2 separate regions of the Zea mays genome follow, and region 1 is linked to region 2. A link is a contact called in public Hi-C data. All regions are on one chromosome and are shown on one strand. The core of a region is the stretch at or near the end of the contact, and the rest is flanking DNA. Distances in the headings are between cores, read along the strand shown. Region 1 holds the start of LOC100284872 (clathrin assembly protein). Region 2 holds the start of LOC103653279 (probable potassium transporter 4).

Evidence for each region. A called contact is a pair of places that touch in the nucleus more often than the background predicts.
Region 1: a Hi-C map of tassel shows a contact between it and region 2, with 2.7 times the contacts expected there. The contact joins the promoter of LOC100284872 here to the promoter of LOC103653279 in region 2. A contact is called at or near these places in 2 of 25 Hi-C or Micro-C datasets (ear and tassel).

What each region holds. Positions count from the first base shown.
Region 1 is chr4:57,944,986-57,948,424 of Zm-B73-REFERENCE-NAM-5.0, reverse strand. It overlaps LOC100284872 (clathrin assembly protein), which reads right to left and starts at 1,859. Exons shown (of 1, transcript NM_001157767.2): 1 at 197-1,859. The coding sequence starts at 1,539. The coding sequence ends at 373.
Region 2 is chr4:57,668,799-57,672,146 of Zm-B73-REFERENCE-NAM-5.0, reverse strand. LOC103653279 (probable potassium transporter 4) reads right to left here and starts at 1,882. Exons shown (of 4, transcript XM_008680221.2): 1 at 1,748-1,882. The coding sequence starts at 1,795.

The DNA.
Region 1 (3,439 bases), core at 610-3,109, 280 kb before region 2:
TCGATCAACTTCAACATTTTGTCGATGAGGACATAGTATGCTTTTTAATATAGAAATTTAGAGTAGTATAAGGGTGCCCTAGGAGTACACTATTTGACTTAATCAACACTCTAGCCAACCAAATTTGAGCAAAATGTGATTGAAGATAAGTAACAAACCTTGTAAAAAGAGAACACCAACGTGGAACATAGGGACTGATTCATAATTTCACGTGTACATCTATATTTACAAGGATTCAGTCAAGGTTCTGATGAAAAGCAGTAGGTCAAATCGATAGACGACAGATTTTGAGAAATCATCGGCTAATCTGACGGATGGATGGCATTCCAATTGCCAACTCTAAAGGCTAAACCAACAAGTCTCTCCTACCCGCTACGGCGTCGCATCCCACGGCGCAGTGACGAACGGATTCAAGTAACCTTCGAAATTCCTCGGCCTGGCGCCGGCGGCGGCGTTGTCGTCGTCGTCGAACACCACCCACTCCGTTGTGACCACTGTCTTCGAGGCCGGTGGGGTTTCCTCCACGGCGACCAACGCCTTCATTTGTTTGTCCTCGCGGCTTTCCTCAACGACGTGGTTCATGATGATCTTCTCGAGATCCCTGATGTCATCGTCCGCGACGCGCTCCACGGCCGGAAATTCGGCGGCGTTGAGCACGCCCAAGCTCTGGCACAACTCAAAGTACGATGACAGCTGCGCGCTCTGCTCCGCGGCATTTTTCAGTACCCGCATCCCCTGCACTGCCCTCCGCCGCCTCGCTGCCGCCAACGTCTCTCCCGGCCGTGGCCGTGGCGTCATCGGGGCCGAGCCGAGAACGGCGACGAGGAACCGGGCAATGCCCGTGCATATCTCGCTGTAGACCTCGAAGATCTCGATAACGACGCAGTCCATCGCCTCGAAGATGAGGCCCAGCTCCATGCCGTCCCCGTACGGTCGGATTTGCAGGAGCAGGTGCAGCAGGTGCTGCTGCTTGGTCACGTGATCCAGCCTCGCGTCCTCGCCGTCGGTCTCGCCCGTGTCGGCGACGGCATCTAGATCCTGGGCGATGAAGAGGGAGCGGGTGTCGAGGAAGCGGAAGTAGGCGCGCACGAAGGCGGAGAAGCCCGACGATTTGGACGGCGGCGACGAGCGGTCGCGGAAGTCAGCGAGGTCGAAGGGAATGCGGCCGAGGCGCACCGAGCGTGGCGCGAGGTCGGGCCGCAGAAGTAGGCCGTGCGCAAGCATGAGCGCCTTGAGCGCCACGGCCCAGCACCGGGTCCGCCCGGCGCGGCGTGCCAGCGCCCACATGAGCGGCTGCACCGACACCGGCGACGCGCGCGCCAGGGCGAAGACCCGCGCCGCATTCCCGTAGTCTACAGACCGCTCGTCATGGCTAGTCGCGCGGATCACGGCCGCCTCCAGCTCGGGGCTCCACAGCACCGCCGCGGCCACCCCGGAGGCCGGCCGTGGTCGCAGTGCCGCCACGCGTCTCAGGTACAAGCTCCTCCTGTCCTTGACTGCCGCCGTGGCGCGCCGCCACCACTGCCGCGCGGTCGTCATCTCCTGACCGTGGACGCTGGCGTCACCACCTTCCCTGGCGCCGGCGAGCTCGAGGCGCCCCGGGAAGATCAAATCCACGACGGTTGCCAGCTCCGAGCCACGCCGGAAGCGTTCGTGGCCGCTCGAGCTTTTGGCAGAGGATGAAAGCTCCAAGAAACAATGTTATCAGGCCAACGGAACTAACTGGACGGCATGGGATGGGACGAAGAGAAACGAAGCGCCAAGAACGTGGCAGGCAGTAACGTGGGGGTCGGAGGGGAGAGAAAGGAGGTGAGAGTAGACGTGGGAGGGACAGAGGTGGAGGACTGGAGGTGGACGGTGGAGGGCCAGGTCAAGCGTTCTAATTTTTGTAAGGCCCCGGGAGGCTGGATTCACGATCCTCTTTGCTGTTGCGTGTACGCACAAAACCGCTAGAAATCCCAGCATTCTATAAGTGGAGCTTGTACACTGTCTTGAAAAATACTAAATTTTCCATGTTTCAAAAAATGAAAAAGAAACTAAATTTGTCAAAATAAATATTTTTATTGGTATCACAACTTATACTATAAAAACCTGTTTGGTTAGAGATAGATTGAGTTGTAGGGACAACTTCTAAAAAATGTTAAAATTTTTCCCTAAAAACTGATTATTGGGTTTAGGCTAAAAAATTTTAACAGTGTAACTAGATGTGTAATTCAACAATTCCCCTAAATAAAGAGTGAAAATCGAGAAATGGGACAAAATAAACAGATTCGATTGCTCCGAGGGTTGTTTGCTTGTCTTTGTTTGTTCGGCACAAAAAGGAACGGGTGCTCGCATGCACGCCACCGTGTGGGAAAACAAAAGGGCAAAAACGCTTGAGCCTTGCCGCGTGGGAAATAAAAATGGAGGAGGCTGGTGTGCGCGCGGACGGGATTGGGGAGAAAAAGAGGACACGAAAATAGGAGAGAGAGGACGCTCTAAATGAGGGACGAGAATTTTTTAAAGGAAGGACGAGTCACGAGGGAGCTGTTAAAACAAGAAAAATCATTATTTTTTCTGTTTTAGGGTTGATTTACACGATCTTTTGGAGTTACTCCAAGGCCCTGTTTAGTTAGCGTAGTCTTGGTACTAAACTTTAGTCATTACCTTGTTTGATTATAGACTAAACAAAATCTGAACGTATTAAATGAAGTGCATAAAGACTTAAATGTCCCTTGTCTTGATTCCTATAAATGGCACAATCTCAACTATACAGTGTACAGAAGCAACGTTATGGAACAGTCACAAGCAGTTCCTCGTGTTGAGTATGTGAACCAGTCACTCATACGTAGAGGACACCGGAAATGAAGCAGACGTGAGATGTATCCTCTAGCGACGGAAGGTTGGGGAGGAGGAAGGTAGGGAGCAGACGAAAAAAAATCTAGTTTAGTCCTCTTTAGGTATCCTTTAGCTATCCTTTGAGTGACTAGAGACAAAATTAATTTAATCCAGACGCGAAATGTAGTCTCTAGCGGCACAAGGTTGGGAAGGAAAAAAATCTGGTTTAGTCCTCTTTAGCCACCTCTTCAGTGACTAGAGACTAAATTGATTTAGTCCTTTTAGCCCTTGTGTTTGGTAAAAAGGGACTAAAAACTAGTGATTAATTTTTAATCTCTCTAGCCAAACGTAGGGCTGGACAAAATACTCGTGGCTCGTGAGCTCGGTCGACTCGGCTCGTTTCAATTTTATCACGAGCTGTACAGATAAATGCTAGCACATTCGAGCTAACGAGCTATCTCGTTAACGAACCGAGGTAAGATGTTAGCTCGGTTTGTTAACGAGATAGCTCGTTAGCTCGAATGTGCTAGCATTTATCTGTAAAACAAAGCCTATACTTGTATTGGATGAATTAATAAGTGATGAACTATGTTAGTTTAGGGTTTAACTGATGTGATATATA
Region 2 (3,348 bases), core at 633-3,132:
TGCTTGTGCTTTAGATGCTTGGTTTACTGCAAAGAGTCTCCTGAAATTTCTAATTTTTATGTCTAAAAATTGTTACATTGTTATTAGGATATTTTAGTTGTTGTGGTAGTCTCCAACTAATTAGATGTCAGGTTACAGGTATGCAATATAACTAACTTTATTAAATTAGTTGTCCGCTATAAATTAATCAAAAAATATAGTGTATGTATATATATATAGTAAGATATTAGATATAAATATAGATATAGACGTATAATCCTATCTAAAATATCGCAAGCACAGGTAGCCCCGTTGGTTGGTTGGTCAGCCACAGCATAGCGTGGCCTATATACCAAATTGCTTTTTGAGTTTTGTCCCTTACTAGGGCATTACGGCAACACAACATGAGCAATTTTTTTTAATAAGCAGCAAGCCATATTGCATATGCATAGTTACGCCTCGTTTGTCTCATATCCAAATCACAGAGGGTTGCCGAGTATTTTGACTTGCAGGCAATTTAGTCTTGTTCGGCTGTACAGATAGGAGGAGATTAATGATATTAAATCTTCTCCAATCTCCTTTAATACATGTTTAACCGAACAAGCTTTTAAGGTCCTCTTTGGTTGGATTAAAGAAGATTGAGAGAGATTAAATTTTTTTATTTAATTTTGACTAGAAAGAGATTTAATCCCTACCAATTCCTTCAAACCTTTTCTTACTGAACAAGCACTAAAGTCATGTTGGGTTGCATGAGGACTGTAGGTGATTGAGGGAAAATAAATTTATTTTTATTCAATTTTAAATAGTAAGAGATTTAATTCCACCTAAATAAAGTTTATCTATTAACACATTCAAAGTTTAAATGATAATTAAGGTTATTAAATATATGTTAATTATAAAACTAAGTATATAGTAAAGACTAAAATACGGGACAAATTTATTAAATATGATTAAACCTATATTTAAATTCACAATTAATATTGTGACATTTGATGTGACCCAAATTAAACTTCCAAATACCCTTCAAGAAAAAAACAGGCCCTAATCACAAAATTTAACAGGAAATAGTTCGGATACGATGTCAAGGTACACTAGTCGTACTTGTCGTTAGTACGGATTCATCTTCAGATGAGTAGCTTTTGAGCAACAGCAGTGTAATTGTGCCATAGTTCCATGGTCAGCATGTGGTTTTCATCGGCTTGCAACACACATCATGTTACTAAGTATTATAAAAACCATAGTTTTAGTATACTATAGTTTGAAGTTATCATGACACAACAATACTATTTGTTTACATCACTAACAACAATACTTGTTTGGAGACAAAGTATTTTAAACCATGATACTATATTTGTTCTCAAATATTTGTCGCATGCTACTTTTGAACTAAACGACGACAAATACAAAAGAACGGAGAGAGTATTTAGTATACATATGAAAAAGTTAGTTATAGACAAAAACTTTGGGTTAGAGTGGAGTTCCAAATACTCAAAAAAATGTATCTAAAAATCCATGGTAACTACTTTTGGCATAAAAAATATGGTTTTACCTCAGAACCCTAAAAAATACAAAGTATTTTTCTAAACCCCTCATAAATTTTCCTCATTTCTTCTTGAATCAAACATGGCTATCTGTTTCTGAAGAAGGTTAGCGATGGAACTATCAAGCAGGGAGGAGTTACCCGAGAGGCCGAGACGACGTTGATAATAAACAATTGTAGTACGGTAAAACATGATGGAAAAAGGGGATCGGTATGGTCGACACTTACATCGTTTCTCCCCTGTCCGGCTTCCACGTCCATGGAGGCAGCAGCCATAGGCGGCGGAGATCAGCAGGTTTCCCAGGGACCTGAGGCAAATGTTCGGTGGGCAAAGCTCAGCTAGTTCAGTATTATTAAGCACTAATAAGTGCTGCCGCATGCGCGCTACTTTTTATAGCAGTAGGAAAAGGTGGGAATGACGTGGCCAGAGCCCGGGCAGGCGGGCCGTGGCCCACGCGACCCACTAACAGCTCTGTTCCGTTGAGGTGCGCAACGTGCGTGGATGAGGATTGTTGTCCTCCACCGAGTCCCTGCCAGCCACAAAAGCTTTGGGGAGGCGTATTAGTAAAAAATGGCATGTGCTTATTTGGACTGCACCAAATCTGATATATACTATCATATAGTATCACATAGTCAATGCTAATGCTATGATTACGAGAAAGGAAGGAGAGAGATCAGCGGTGGCGGCACGAGTGAGAGGAGGGAGATGGTGGGGTGGCGATGGAGAGAGATGATGTATGATCCAAATAATATTATCCATCGAATTTGAGTAAATAAGAGGAAGGTTATCCAGCGATCAGAACCATTGGTTTCGATGGTACGTTGGGTCTAAGTTTAATTTAATTGGTCGATTTAGTGGAAGTTATGAGTGTGGAGTTGATTTTGTTAGGTGAGTTTTGTAATGTTATATATATATTAGATGAACGCCCGTGCGTTGTTACGGAGTGAATATGTTAGATAAGATACATTGAAATTTAAAGATAATAATTTTATTTTATGTTCTTGTTAGCATCTTTTAAAAGTTAATAATTTTTACATACCTTAAAAATCTTACACATCGAATAAATCCATCATTTACAGTAAAATAAATGCTCATCGGCCACTCATTTTATGTTCTTGTTAGCATCTTTGTCTCTTAATTTTGCCCTTTGTAATAAATTATAGAGTGCATTTTAAGCCCTCATCTTCTAAAATAACATAATATTCCAATTTGGTAGCTTGTTAAAGTAATTTTTAGAGAAAAAACTGAGATATATGCTAATAAAAAAGTAGACATCAAATGACCTGATCTTTCTCCAATAACTGCTTTCAGCTATGCATTTCCACGAGAGCCCTTGCTGAACAATAAGACAGGGCAATCCGATAATTCAACCCCCAAGCCATATGATCCGACTGCAATTTGTAGTTAAGTGTATAGGTGGTTAAATAGAGAAGTCCATGTTTGCTTCTATATTGATTTGTAATCTGCTAAAAGAAACGGATAGAGTCTCTTACTCGTGCTGAAGGATTGTTTCAAGTCACCTAACTTCACTGGCACCACGAACCCGTGGGAACCTAGTCTTTCTTAAGATTTCCAGAACGTAAGAATTCGTACGCAGTTCATCCCCTTCCTCACCCCCGAGGTCAAATGGAAACATGTAAAGCAGAAACTTGTCTGGTGCAAACACATGCTCACTAAAATTGAACCATGCGACAAAAACGAAGGGGGTTCAGTTATTCAATTTTTCTTTGAACATATTGATAATGACTAAAATATTTTTGAACTCTATCAATCGCTTCGTTAGAGTGGCCTCACACACATGCACAACAGAGGCTTGCAAATGTAAAAC